Regions from separate parts of the Danio rerio genome. Here regions 2 and 3 are each linked to region 1. The links are chromatin contacts, called in public Hi-C maps. All regions are on one chromosome and are shown on one strand. Each heading gives the region's core, a stretch centred on a gene start, on an enhancer-like site or on the middle of the called end of the contact. The rest is flanking DNA. Distances are from core to core; before and after follow the strand shown.

What was found. A called contact is a pair of places that touch in the nucleus more often than the background predicts.
Region 2: a Hi-C map of an unstated tissue shows a contact between it and region 1, with 5 times the contacts expected there. The contact joins the enhancer-like site here to the promoter of nek3 in region 1. A contact is called at or near these places in 7 of 18 Hi-C or Micro-C datasets (caudal fin, embryo, hematopoietic stem cells and 2 more) and 1 of 4 datasets of contacts at active chromatin or transcription factors (caudal fin).
Region 3: a Hi-C map of embryo shows a contact between it and region 1, with 4 times the contacts expected there. The contact joins the promoter of cog6 here to the promoter of nek3 in region 1. A contact is called at or near these places in 2 of 18 Hi-C or Micro-C datasets (both in embryo) and 1 of 4 datasets of contacts at active chromatin or transcription factors (embryo).

What each region holds. Positions count from the first base shown.
Region 1 is chr15:3,751,086-3,756,214 of GRCz12tu, reverse strand. It overlaps nek3 (NIMA related kinase 3), which reads right to left and starts at 2,414. Exons shown (of 14, transcript XM_073924328.1): 1 at 1,887-2,414.
Region 2 is chr15:3,587,985-3,593,113 of GRCz12tu, reverse strand. It overlaps cog6 (component of oligomeric golgi complex 6), which reads left to right. Exons shown (of 19, transcript NM_001320347.1): 5 at 4,680-4,791. Among named protein-coding and RNA genes, the nearest start is that of cog6, 27 kb to the left of the region's middle. Within about 2 kb of position 3,048, at least 11 of the 62 cell types and tissues checked have an H3K27ac peak or open chromatin away from gene starts, as enhancers often do.
Region 3 is chr15:3,615,455-3,620,583 of GRCz12tu, reverse strand. It overlaps cog6 (component of oligomeric golgi complex 6), which reads left to right and starts at 3,034. Exons shown (of 19, transcript NM_001320347.1): 1 at 3,034-3,199. The coding sequence starts at 3,056. LOC100334706 (lipoma HMGIC fusion partner-like) reads right to left here and starts at 606. Exons shown (of 4, transcript XM_073924316.1): 1 at 361-606.

The DNA of each region.
Region 1 (5,129 bases), core at 1,165-3,664:
GACTAGGCTGCATTTTTTATTCATTACCTAATGGTCCATGCTAATGTGCCGGTCATAAAAAAATACTTTGAGCATCCAGGAAGATTTTACTGGCACACATTGTAGACTAATGCATAACACTGAATCAAACGTCTCCAGATTACACAAAGTACAGCTGACATTTACAGCTGACCTTTCACTAATCTCCAAAAACCAAGAGGTATTTAATCCAAAGACAAATGTGAAATCTGAACTTTGGCCAAACGATGATATGCACGCCTTTTCAAATGTTTTATGCGCAAACAAGATTTATGGCAAACAGCATCGTCCTCCTTCAGGGAGCAGTTTAAGGCTTTATAGGTGTCATGAAAGCACGTGTCCAGCCTGAAGCAGAGCAGCCTTTAAACCTGATGTCTTTCGTCATCATGTCTTTCCGTCTTTCGGATGAGACGTTAAACCGAGGTCCCGACTCTCTGTGGTCGTTAAAATTCCCAGGATGTCCTTCGAAAAAGAGTAGGGGTTTAACCCCGGCATCCTGGCCAAATCTGCCCACTGGCCTCTGTCCATCATTGCCTCCTAACCCTCCCCATATCATGATTGGCATATCATCACTCTGTCTCCTCTCCACCAATCAGCTGGTGTGTGGTGTGCGGTCTGGCGCAAAATGGCTGCCGTCGCGTCATCCAGGTGGATGCTGCACACTGGTGGTGGATGAGGAGATTCCCCCCCCCATTGTGTAAAGCGCTTTGAGTGCCCAGAAAAGCGCTATATAAATGTAACGAATTATTATTATTATTATTATTATTATTATGATGTGTGCATTTTCTACGAGTGCTACCTTCATGTGCTGATATATGGCTGTTATAGAACATCGCGAGTTTGCATGATATTCTGCTTTCTAGATGCAGTGGTGGATTGTAATTAGTTTTACTTCACGTCTGTACTTAAGTAAATTTTAGAAAAGTATGACTTGTACTTTACTACATTGATAAACAAAATTAATAAACTAATAATGTTGTAGGCAGTGGCACAGGTAGTGCTGTCGCCTAACAGCAAGAAGGTCGCTGGGTTGCTGGTCGAACCTCGGCTCAGTTGCCGTTTCTGTGTGGAGTTTGCATGTTCTCCCTGCCTTCGCGTGGGTTTCCTCCGGGTGCTCCGCTTTCCCCCACAGTCCAAAGACATGCGGTACAGGTGAAGTGGGTAGGCTAAATTGTCCGTAGTTTATGAGTGTGTGTGTGTGTGAATGTGTGTGTGGATGTTTACCAGAGATGGGTTGCGGCTGAAAGGGCATCCGCTGCGTAAAAACTTGCTGGATGAGTTGGCGGTTCATTCCGCTGTGGCGACCCCAGATTAATAAAGGGACTAAGCCGACGAGAAAATGAATGAATGGATGAATAATAATGGTGTACATTAACTTCTCATGGAAATTTTCCATCTAATTCAAAACACATGCGTACGCCGATGAGTTTGTTCTTGAGCTCGTTCTTCTGTTAGTTTATTTGCAGTGGCGTAGCGCAAAATGCTGAGGCCCCCCTGCAGGGATCGCTGACTGGGCCCCCTGATGAAGTGGGGGGAATACGTCATACGTCAATTTGCATATCACTTACGTCATCACGTTCTACCGTTTCTGTTTGTTTAACAGCATATGGTTAATAAAGGGGTATTTATAATTGCACTACACTTTATATAAGCATGTTTATTTAACTAAATTTATTGCTGTTTGAATACAGTATGTCATTATAGATGTGTAGTGAATGTGCCGTAATCTCTCTCATGTAATAAACTCAGACAAGTTCAGAAACTGTCACTAAAATATCTGTGATTGTGAACAAGAAAAGAATAAACGGTCCAATTAAATTGTTAAAACAAAGTAGAAGTAGATCGGTTTGACTGTACAAGGGAAATACCTTCACACTGCCTGTGCTAAATCATTTGTCGTCGGTACGCAGAGGCGTGATCTGCTCTCGGGCTGCAGGTGGGAGAGGCTGCTGTAGAGGACTGACTGGGCCGCCTGTCAGTGCTGTGAGGCGGGGGAGGGGCCGGCGGCATCACACGCAGCTCGTTAAGAAGAGTAGGGACGGTACAGTATGGACAAATGACAGTCTAAAAAAAATCTCCAATAACACACAAAAAAGTCGCTAGATTTGTCGCTAGGGGGGTCTGAAAAGTCGCTAAATCTAGTGACAAAGACGCTAAGTTGGCAACATTGGCGGCAAGCAATCGCAATGAAGTAGTCCACCGCTTGAAAGGTGTTTAGAGAACACAGACCTGTGAACTTTGGTTCCGAGTTCCGACCACAGTTGTTCCCAAGAGTTTATTGAAAATCACGACGACGCGGGGCCCCCTAATCACGCGGGGCCCCCCCCGCGGTGCGTGCCCTGCGGGCCCGTCCGCTACGCCACTGTTTATTTGGAGTGTTCTAAATGAGCACCCGCAATCAAGGGGTTAGTAATTAGCATAATACACGCCCAAACCAGTTCCATATAAGGGCATTCTGCAATGTGGTGCTTATCTAGAGAAAATTATAAGAAGACAAATTATGAATTAAAGACAGACAATTATGGCATCAAAACAAGACAAAGTAAAATGGTGATGAAGGTTTTGATGTTGGGTGTGGATCAAACTTTTACACGCTTTGCTGACTTTAGAAAAGACTCTTCAAAAGAACAGAGCACTGCACTTTTTATTTTGCTCGCCAACCACACTGTATAAAGGGGCTTCATGCTGGAGCACGTGACGTCGGGTGTTTTTTTTTTTGTACAGAGATGACTTCCTTACTGCAGTCACACAGAGGCCTCCATCAAAACACAAGTCGCAGGAGGTGGTTAGAACGCAAGATGCGCAGAGTGCATATAAAAACCCACAAAATAGTTGATCTCATTAGAAAACCACTTTAAAAAGACTCCTGTCATTGCAACTAATGTAAACAAACTAATTAGGTGTTGTCATGGCCTGAACAGCCATTCAACAGGACATCAATGCGGATGTTTAATCGACGTTAGTCCTTTCGATTGACATTTTTGATGTTTTATTATGCTAGCCCATACTGTACCACTGTCTATTTGCTGGAGCGCGTGACATCAGGTTTTTTTTCTGCACAGAGATAACTTTTTTAACGGTAGTCACACAAAGCACTTCAAAACACAAGGCATTGCAAGTGGTTAGTATGCACGGTTCGTGCATAAACAACACACAAAATATTTGATTCCAATAGAAAACTACTTTAAAAAGATTCCTGTCACTGCAAAAAACTAATTAGGTGTGATCGTGGCCTAAACAGCCATTCAAAAAGGCATCAATGTAGATGTTAAATTAATGTTAGACCTTTTGATTCACATTTTTTATGTTTTATGATACTAGGCAACCACTCTGTATATCTGTCTTCATACTGGAGCGCGTGACATCAGGTGTTTTTTTCTGCACAGCGATGACTTTTTCTTACTGCAGTCACACAGAGCGCTTCATCAAAACACAAGTTGAAGCAGGTGGTTAGAACGCAAGATGCGCAGAGTGCAAAAACAATGAACAAAATAGTTGATCCCAATGGAAAACCACTTTAAAAAGGCTCCTGTCACCACAAAAAATAAATAAATAAATAAATGAATTAGGTGTGATCGTGGCTTAAACAGCCATTCAAAAGGGCATCATCAATGTGGATGTTACATTGATGTTAATCCTTTTAATTCACATTTTTGACGTTTTAGGATGCTAGGCATGCTTCTTCATGCTGGAGCGTAGAGATCTGCGCGGGACTAAATTTTGAATCCCGCTCCCGCCCGCACCCGCCAGGTTTTAGCCCGAACCCGACCGCTCCCGCTTATATTAAGAATTTATTGTCCCGCTGCCCGACCCGCCCCGTTTTCTGGCCGCCCCGCCCGAATCCGCTAAAGAGCGGGGGAGAACAAAACCGAAAATCCCCCAGCTATACAGTCCAGACAGCCAAGCTGTCTGTATAAACACACACACACACAGCACCAAGCACACACACACAGACAAATCTCTATCTCTCTCATACGCGCGCGCGCACACTAACACAGACACAAGCCCCAAGCAGACACACAGGTCTTTGCTGTTATATCAACTCAAATGCTTGTAATACCATGTATCAAGTACCAATGTAATACCAAAAGGTTTTATATAAAGGTAAATAAATACTGAGTCGCGCCAGCTCCGGGCCACAGCGCACATTACTCTCGGGCCGATTCCGGCTCGGATGCGGCAGCGTCGGCTCGCTTATGGCCGCCACATCTGGCCTGATTGATTCGGGCCGGAATCGGGCAGTGAGTCCACAAGCATCTGGAGTCCGGCAGCCGGAGCCGGGCTGAGTGGTAAGTCTCCGGCAGGTGAGAATCTAGCCGGAACTGGCCCGAGTGTATTTTGCTATCTGGGAAAGCTCTCTCTCTCTCTCATTCGCGCACGCGCGCACTAACATACACACACACACAAGCACCAAGCACACACACAGGAAAAGCTCTCTCTCTCTCTCTCTCTCTCATTCGCATAGCAATATCCGCGATATTGCTAGACAGCCCGCTCCAGTCCCAAATTAAGCCCGTTACCGACCGCTCCCGCAATTTATTTGGAAATGCAGACCTCTACTGGAGCGCGTGACATCAGGTGTTTTTTTCTGCACAGCGATGACTTTTTCTTACTGCAGTCATATAGAGCGCTTCATCAAAACACAAGTTGAAGCAGGTGGTTAGAACGCAAGATGCGCAGAGTGCAAAAACAATGAACAAAATAGTTGATCCCAATGGAAAACCACTTTAAAAAGGCTCCTGTCACCACAAAAAATAAATAAATAAATAAATGAATTAGGTGTGATCGTGGCTTAAACAGCCATTCAAAAGGGGCATCATCAATGTGGATGTTAAATTGATGTTAATCCTTTTAATTCACATTTTTGATGTTTTAGGATGCTAGGCATGCTTCTTCATGCTGGAGCGCGTGACATCAGGTGTTTTTTTCTGCACAGCCAGGCCCGGATTGGCTAATCGGGAGGACCGGGAGTATTCCCGGTGGGCCGGTCCGTTTTTTGGCCGCGAGGGCCGGTGTCCCTAGCTCCAGAATCTGTTGCTCTCAGCAGTCACACTTTTTAAATTTATTTATTTACTTGACCACAGCCTTTTTATTCATTATTTTATCGCAAT
Region 2 (5,129 bases), core at 1,799-4,298, 160 kb after region 1:
ATTGTGGCTTTGATTTGCAGTTTTCATGTATCTGTGTTTACACTCAGTAAACAGCGTTGATTTCTGCGAACAAATGTTTGCAGAAATTGGACATTTTTAACATTTCAGTACCGATTGGTATCGAATTCGATACTTTTGACAACCCTACAACGGAGCCCTTTTTTCATACACTAAAATTCTACATGGAACAGTTTTGTGTAATCATCAACATTTTAAATCTAAGAAGGTACAGAAACCCATTCAGATGCGGATGCAGATTCTGATTCAGATAATGTATTATAGTTTCTTGATACTAGGGTTGTCACGATACTGGAATTTGGTACTAATTGATACTGAGATTTTAAAAATGTCTATTTCCGTTAACATTTGAGCGTGTTCTTCATTAGCGTTGATTTGCCATGGTTTTCACGCTCAACAGAAATGACTGTGATTGGCTGGGAAGGTCATTGGTTAATCAAACTCACCCCGTTTACTAAGTGTAACCACAGATACAGGGACACTGGAGTGTTTCAAAGTCACGTCGATCAGCTGGTTTGTTTATAAGCTGACAAACGAGCGATTCGGTGCTGAATTGTGGCTTTAATTTGCGGTTTTCATGTATCTGTGTTTACACTCAGTAAACAGCTGTGAGTTCTCTAAACAAATGTTTTTAGAAATTGGACATTTTTAACATTTCAGTACCAACTGGTATCAAATTCGGTACTTTTGACAACCCTACAATGGAGCCCTCTTTTCATACACAAAAATTCTACATGGAACAGTTTTGTGTAATCATCAACATTTTTAAATCTAAGAAGGTCCAGAAACCCATTCAGATGCGGATGCAGATTCAGATAATGTATTATAGTTTCTTGATACCAGGGTTGTCACGATACTGGAATTCGGTACTAACTGATACTGATATTTTAAAAACGTTTATTTCCGTTAACATTTGAGCGTGTTCTTCCTCAGCGCTGATTTGCCATGGTTTTCACGCTCAACAGAAATGACTGTGATTGGCCGGGAATGTTATTGGTTAACCAAACTCACCCCGTTTACTGGGTGTAACCACAGATACAAGGACACTGGAGTGTTTCAAAGTCACGTCGATCAGCTGGTTTGTTTATAAGCTGACATACGAGCGATTCGCTGCTAAATTGTGGCTTTGATTTGCGGTTTTCATGTATCTGTGTTTACACTCAGTAAACAGCTGTGAGTTCTCTGAACAAATGTTTGCAGAAATTGGACATTTTTAACATTTCAGTTTCAACTGGTATCAAAATACTGGTATCGATACTTTTGATACTTTTAACCGTACAATGGAGCCCTCTTTTCATACACAAAAATTCTACAAGGGATAGTTTTGTGTAATCATCACCATTTTAAATCTAAGATGGTCCAGGAACCCATTTGGTTTGGGGAAGCAGATTCAGATAATGTTGCTTATAGTTCCCTTATACTAGGGTTGTCACGATACTGGAATTCAGTACCAATTGATACTGAAATTTAAAAAATGTCCACTTCAGTTAACATTTGAGCGCAGTTGAGCATGTCATTAACATTGCTGATTTGCCATTATGTTCACATGTTCAAAAGAAATGACTGTGATTGGCAGTGATAGTCATCAATTCACCGAACTCACTGCTGAGTGTAAATACAGATACAGGGACACTAAAATTCTACAAGGGATAGTTTTGTGTAATCATCAACATTTTAAATCTAAGAAGGTCCAGAAACCCATTTGGTTTGCGGATGCAGATTTAGATTATGTTATAGTTCCTTGATACTAGGGTTGTCACAATACTGGAATTTGGTACCAATAGTAACTGAGATTTTAAAAAACGTCCATTTCCTGCTTACATTTGAGCGCTGAGCGTGTTCTTAAAAAATATGTTTATTAAATAGTTCTAATTGCTACATATTTAGGTGTTTTGCAGTTGGTTTCATGTAATCTGTGAGTTCTTGTTTTCTTTTGTAATGTTCTAAATATGTAGAAATAAAACAAAAAAAGAAGTCTCAATGAAACAAGGTAAACATAGAGCCTGTCCCACTTAATAAAATGCCATGTGGTGCATAATTAGGTCAAAAGAAACTTAATACAGGTCTCATATAGGTCTATTATACTGTAAGATTACTTTCAACAATAACTACTGTTTTATGCCAGTATACAGTTGAAGTCAGAAATATTAGCCCCCTTTGATTTTTTTTTTCATTTTTAAATATTTTCCAAATGATGTTTAACAGAGCAAGGGAATTTTCACAGCTCTGATGTCTGATAATATTTTTTTTTCTTCTGGAGAAAGTCTTATTTGTTTAATTTCAGCTAGAAAAAAAGCAATTAATTTTTTTTTTTAAACAATTTTAACGTCGAAATCATTAGCCCTTTTAAGCAATTTTTTCTGATAGTCTGCAGAACAAACCGTCGTTATACAATAACTTGCTAATTACTCTAACCTGCCTAGTTAACCTAATTAACCTTAAGCCTTTAAATGTCACTTTAAGCTGTATAGAAGTGTCTTGATGAATATCTAGTCAAATATTATTTACTGTCATCATGGCAAAGATAAAATAAATCAGTTAATAGAGATGAGTTATTAAAACTATTATGTTTAGAAATGTGTTGAGAAAGTCTTTGTTGAACAGAAATGGGGGGGTGGGGGTAAACAGCGGGGCTAATAAATAAGGGGGGCTAATAATTCGGACTTCAACTTTATTATATTAAAGTAAGATTACTTTGGACAGTAACTGCTGTTTTATGCCATTATATAGGTCTATTATACTACAGTAAGAGGACTTTTATCAATAACTGTCAGCAGTAACTAAATACGAGCAGCTCCACAAAATGAAAGCAAGGTCCGAGTGCTGGTAACCTTTTAATGGTGCGAGGAAAGAGCTGAAATGAGCGAGGGCTGAATCAGCAGTGTCGTCTCTCTGAGGACAGAGTGTGACCTGACTACTATTGTTCTTATGTCATACTTTATAGATGCCCTTGTTCAATTGATGTCGCCTTGAGCCCTGTGCTAGTTTACTTTCTGTGTCCCGCTGCTGTTTCTGGCTAGAGTATGGCCGCCATCTTGTGTTGACTCAGGGTAATGGCTTTGGATTCAATTTAGGGAGACGGTTCTAAAATTCTGCCATCGTTTACTCACTTGTTCAAATCCTATTTGAGTTTCTAAAAATCCACCCCTCACTGTCAAAGGTCCAGAATTTGTCCCATACACAAACTCATTTGTCCTATTTTGACTGCTCTGCCATATTAAATTGTGAAAAAAAACTATCAAAGAAGGGTTTAAGACCAAGCAGAATGCTCTTTTGGCCATTACTTCAGCGTGACTGAGGAAAGTTGCATGTGCTGGCTAGTTTGTGTTAGCCTAATAAATGATAGGCTAGTTTTTCATTTAAAACTTGAACAGCATCCTTTTTTTTTAAAGATGTATGTAGTATTAAATTTGTAATTTAAAATTAAGTATCATTCTACGTTTTTTTATTCTTAAATCTTTTGGAAACCTTTTTGGTAGGCTCAAAAAATGTGGTTGATGACCATCTGACAAGCTAATCCAGCCAAACAAAAGTGCTTAAAATGTATTTAAACCCCAATCCTTACTGAAAAAAAACAGCTTAAACCAGCCCAGTCAGGTTGGCTGGTTTTAGCTGGTCAACCAGGCTGGTTTAAGAGAGGTTTTAGCCACTTCCAGGCTGGTTTCCAGCCATTTCTAGCCTGGTCTTAGCTGGTCAGGCTGGTAGATTACCAGCTAAAACCAGCTATGTGCAGCTTAAACCAGGTTGCCCTGCTGAAAAATCCAGCTTAAACCAGCCTAGGCTGGTTGGCTGGTTTTAGCTGGTCAACCAGGCTGGATTTAGAGGGGTTTTGGCCACTTTCAGGCTGGTTTCCAGCCATTTCCTGGTCTTAGCTGGTTAGGCTGGGAGATGACCAGCTAAAACCAGCTTGACCAGCCTGGCAGGCTGGGAGCCCAGCCAAAACCAGCTATGTCCAGCTTAAACCAGGCTGGTCAAGCTGGTTTTAGCTGGAATTAGCTGGTCATTTTCCAGCCTGATCAGCTAAGACCAGGCTGGAAATGGCTGGAAACCAGCCTGGAAGTGGCCAATACCCCTCTAAAACCAGCCTGGTTGACCAGCTAAAACCAGCCAACCAGCCTAGGCTGGTTTAAGCTGGATTTTTTAGCAGGGTGGTCAAGCTGGTTTTGACATAGGAATGGTAAGGGCAAATTTGGCCAGGATGCCGGGGTTAAACCCCTACTCTTTTCAAAGGACATTCTTGAGATTTTTTTATGACCATGACCTCAGTATAACATCTCATCTGCAAACCGGCACTCTCTAAGCAGAGTCCCCTTCACTATACTGTGGCATTAGATCAGACAGACCACAGGTTGAGCACCCCCTGCTCACTAACACCACTTCCAGCAGCAACCTAGCTTTCCCATGGGGTCTCCCATCCAGGTACTGACCAGGCTCAGCCCTTCTTAGCTTCAGTGGGCAACAATGTGAAAGTTGCAGAGACCTAGCTGCCAGCTAGCGTAGTTAATTAGACATTAGTTACTTATTTTTTATGTGTTTACATAGCACCTTTCACAGACAAGAAGCCACAAAGTACAGTAAAAGAAAACCGGTTAAGGTCCAATTACAAATAAAATTAAATGTAATCTAACCCTATGTATTTCTGCATGTCTTTCTCTCTTCAGTCATCGGTTGGAGGTTCGGGCTCAGGTCGCTCAGGCGTTCCTGTCAAAGTTTCAGCTGTCGGCCGCTGAGATGGCAACGTTACGCTCGGCACGAGATGGGCCTATAACTGAGGTGACCTCACATTATCCTACATCACAATGCAGATCAGTATTTTACATCACATTTTAATTAATCTGCACAAATGCCACTGAACCATGAGATGTGACTGGCAGAGGTCTTGCAGTCGTGATTTATAATTATACAATGTCATTCAAAAGTATAGGAATTGTGTTTAGTTTTGGAGAAGTTTCACCAAGTGTCCATTGATATGATGATGCATTCAGTAAAATAGTAATATTAATGCTCTTAAAATGACATTTTCTCTTTGATAATGCACTTGAATATTAAAAGAAATCAATATAAGATCATTTCAGGCTAAATAAATCTTAATATTTGACATTTACAGTTTT
Region 3 (5,129 bases), core at 1,785-4,284, 140 kb after region 1:
ACTTTATGTTTACTTTATGTAAAATGTATATTTTAAGAGTCTTAAATGAGGTTACAACCACACATTTCCACTTTCATAATGTGAATATTTAGAATAACTCTCATTAATAAAGCTATATTCATAGCATAAACATTAGAATTTACTTAATTTAGTATTAAAGCTGCCTGTTTATTAATAACATGAATGTAAATATCCATAAAGTAAGGCTTTAAACATCTTATACTGACAGGAAAGAAGTTTCCAGCAAATGTAATCCTCTATTAATAGACACCTCTCTCACATAAAGCCATGCCATGCTAACATTATCATGCAAACCATGAATGCACCGAAGAAACATGGTGTAATGCGATAATAACTCACATGTATGTGTTTTGTGAGCGACGTGTGTTAACTGAAGCTTCATGGGATCCTGAAGGAGAAATAAACTTTATCCGCTGAACGGTGCGCGTGCAGAAAACGCACCTTAAATTCCTTTCAAATGGGGTCTGCTGGAGTCTGTTTATTTCGGTGTCAGTTCTGTCAGAAAACGCTGAAGTAATAATAATCCCAGTGTGTATGATAGGAGCCGAGGAGCGCTGAGCAGTGCGTGTGCGTGTGTCCCACACTGAGCGCAGCAGTGACTGAAGACTCGCTCACACACTCGAGGCTCCGCCCACCCGCACACTGCATGGGGATAGTCCTCTTCACACTCTACTCTAAGTAAAACTTAGTATATATACCCAAAAATTATATATATATATATATATATATATATATATATATATATATATATATATATATATATATATATATATATATATATATATATATATATATATACAGTTGAAGTCATAATTAATAGCCCCCCCTTTGTTTTTTTTTTCTTTTTTAAATATTTCCCAAATGGTGTTAAACAGAGCAAGGAAATGTTTACAGTATGTCTGATAATATTTTTTTCTTCTGAAGAAAGTCTTATTTGTTTTATTTCTGCAAGAATAAAAGCAGTTTTTAATTTTTTATGAACCATTTTAAGGTCCATATTATTAGCCTCTTTAAGCTATTTTTTCCCAACTGTCTACAGAAAAAAAAACATCATCATACAATAACTTTCCTAATTACTTTAACCTGCCTAGTTAACCTAATTAACCTAATTAACCTAGTTAAGCCTTTGCCATGAAGACAGTTCACAATATTTGATTAGACATTTTTCAAATTTCTAGAATTCAGCTAAGAGTTACTTGAGGGTAATTTGAGCTGAAACTTCACATTCACACTCTTGGGACACCAGAGACTTATTTTTGGTTGCCTTTAAATATTTGTCAAAGTACTGACTTCTGACCAGTGCAGAATAAGCAATTAGTACTTTAGTTCAGCTGATGTCGTGACAGAGAAGGTCAGAGGAGGCGTGCTGGTGTGCGACTGTGCGTGTGTGTGTTTGTGTGTGTGTGTGTGTGTGTGTGTGTGAATAACTGAATAACACTGAGAGTCACATCCTCAAAGACTCCACTCTCCTCCATCAGTCCCTCTGAGCACAAACAGCTCAAAGTCAATGGTTTCTGCCCTCGCGGGTGCAATATCTGCTGCTGGTGTGTTTATGCATCGTTGAGGGAACTCCAGTTTTCCCTCTGGCGAGGGGAAGTTAATGTCAAGACTGCTTTAAAGAAATGTGCTGTATACAATGTGCACAGTTATACTATATATATATATTTTTTTTACAAAACATTAAATAAAAGAAAAGAAAAATAACAAAAATAGAAAAGAAAAGAATACACAAATTTTTACTGTTTGTTCAACTTAAGTTAACTTAATTGTTTTGTATTACAATTGTTTGGAATAACTTTATAAATGTGTATCTTTTGTTTGTTTGCATGTTTGTTAGTTTTTTGGTTGGTTGAACTAACAAATAAATCCTCAAACAAAACTTTCCGTATTGTTACATTTTCATCGAGATCTAATTGTCCTCCTGAAAATAATTAGCTGCTTCCCACAGTGTAATTTCAGGTTTTAATATTTTTAAGAATACTTAAGCTATCATTATCCTGTCAGTAATAATAATAATAATAATAATAATACAGAAATAATAATATTCATTTATTCATTCATTCATTTTCTTGTCGACTTAGTCCCTTTATTAATCCAGGGATGCCACAGCTGAATGAACCGCCAACTTATCCAGCAGGTTTTTTGCCCTTCCAGCTGCAACCTATCTCTGGGAAACATCCACACACACATTCACACACACACACTCATACATTACGGCCAATTTAACCTACCCAATTCAGCTGTACCACATGTCTTTGGACTTTGGGGGAAAACGGAGCACCCAGAGGAAACCCACGCGAAGGCAGGGAGAAAATGCAAACTCCACCCAGAAACGCCAACTAAGCCAAGGTTCGAACCAGCGACCCAGCGACCTTCTTGCTGTGAGGTGACGGCACTACCTACTGCGCCACTGCCTCACCCTGCAATAATAATAATAATACAGCAATAGTAATAAATAATGATAATAATAATAATAATAATAAAATAATAAAAATCATAATCATAAAAATAGTCATGAAATAATGATAATAATAATAAAATAATAATAATCATAATCATAAAAATAGTCATGAAATAATAATAATAATAATAATAATAATAATAATCTTTCTCTAAGCAAGAACTTAATAATAATAATAATAACTTAATAAATAATAATGCAGCGATGATGATGATAATAATAATAATAATAATAATATTATTATTATTATTATTAATAATAATAATAATAATAATAATAATAATAATAATAATAATAATCTTTCTCTAAGCAAGAACTTTCTGCTCAAAAACGTTTTGCACTTTTTTTGCACTTTGCACTTTTGTGGCCTCTGATGTAGTATAATATTTTATTTATTTATTTTTTTTTGAGATGCTTTGTTTTTACCCTGCATGATCATGTGCGGATTTCTAGCACTCTTTCTTTCCCCCATCACCCTGCACGACTCATTACGCGGAACTAAAGTCTCCAGCTCTTGTAGTGGCGGGACATTTTTGATCGTTACTCAAAACATCTTCCTGGAGGTTGACGTGGATGATGTTGAATATGGCAGAGACCAAAGCAGATCTGACAGCTGATGCTTCCAACAGCAGCAATAATAATGTGTCCTCACAGCCCAACAATCCGCTGTCCAGAAAACTGCACAAGATCCTGGAGACGCGACTCGACAATGACAAGGTAACGTTATGTCTGTCTGTTAGCGCTCTTTTTCATACACTCATTGCACCTGTCACTGCCAGATATTCTGAAACGTGAATTACTAACCAAACAGCACGTCTTTATTGTCAGGCTATTTGCGTATTTTAGGTAATTTTCACTTAAATTATACGCCGTGCTGGATTACTGAGTCGATATAATAATAACCCTGCTGATAAATCCAGCTTAAACCAGCCTAGGATGGTTGGCTGATTTTAGCTGGTCGATCAGCCTGGTTCTAAGTTAGAGGGGTTTTGGCCATTTCCAGACTGGTTTCCAGCCATTTCCAGCCTGGTTTTAGCTGGACAGGCTAGGAGATGACCAGCTAAAACCAGCTTGACCAGCCTTGCAAAACCTTGCAAAACCAGCTATGTCCAGCTTAAACCAGGATGGTTAAGCTGGTTTTAGAGGGTTTTTGCTGGTCACTTTCCAGCCTGACCAGCTAAGACCAGGCTGGAAATGGCTTGAAACCAGCCTGGAAGGGGCCAAAACCCCTCTAAAAGCCGGCTGGTCGGCCAGCTAAAACCAGCCCAACTTCTTAGGCTGATTTAAGCTGGATTTTTCAATGAATCAGAACTGTATTTATCATAGGGACAGCTTATTTATTCATTCGGTCATTTTCCAGCGTAATCGCTAACTATTCCAGCATATGTTTGCAATAGAGGTGAACTTGGTTTTATATTCGCACATTCAGACTTTCCCCCCGAAATAGCGAAATCATATTAGCAGCCAATGACTATCAAAGTACAACACTGTTCACAGTCAAATAAACAGTGTTAATGTTATTTTCAGTTATACTTGCATGTAGGGTTGTAACGGTATGAATTTTTTACGGTATGATAATCGTCTAAAACAATACCACGGTTTGACGGTTTCGCGGTATACGGTATTAAATAGTAATTCTCATAGCAAAGACCCTGAAAAGAATAAGAACACGTTTTCTGACTGAACAAAGGTTTTTCTATGGGGGGAAAAATGCATTTATTTACTGACAGTGTATTTGCCCAAAAGGTCTGGGAATGAACTAAACAAAAAAAAGTGTTACAAAATAATAGAACAGTGAAGCAAATTTGACTTTTTCCAAATAATATATTTTCAGTTACTATAAACAACACCACTTACAATGAACAAATAAAAAAATAAGAAAATAATAAATAATGTGTCAAAGTCCAAATAAACATGGTGCAAATCCTTAGTAAAAAATAGATATAAATATTTACTATACTATAAATAGTTACATAACGAAACTAGATTCAATATGGAACATCCTAAGGTTTTATGTGCCAGCATGGATATGGTTGTCTGTGGATATGGATTTGGATATGGTTGTCTGCAATGCAGACAAACAGCTGCACCTTCATTTGCGTCTTTTGAAAACAGCAAGAGCAGCAGTTCGTCTTTGCTGTGTCACTGTTTTGTCATGTTTCTGTGCTGCTGTGCATGCAAAAGTACTTAGTATAAGAATTATTTCATGCAAAACTTTTTTTTTGCGTTTTATTTAGCCGCGCATAAATGTATGCCTATCTCTCATTCCGTGTTGTTCAAAAAGCTCATTGTTGGTCCACAAACAAAAGTGAAACCTATGCTTATTGGTTGGGATATAGCAAGTTTGAACCAATCTGGGCATGGAGGAGGGACAATGCATCAATGTATCATGTCTGGTTTGTCCGGAGACACAGTGACGAGCGTTTCTTTGTCAAATCAGCGTTGTCAAATTTTGATGACGTAACCGCACTGATTCCGGAGCCTCTGAAAGTCCGCGAATGTAAAAAAAAAAAAAAAAAAAAAAAAGTCCGCGAATGTTATGTGATACAGCACTGTAAAGCTGAACAAGAGATTCTCTTCTTTATGTCAATCTTTGAATTGTATGAATGGGATCAGCGGATCAAAAGTTATTAAACATTTAGGAGCA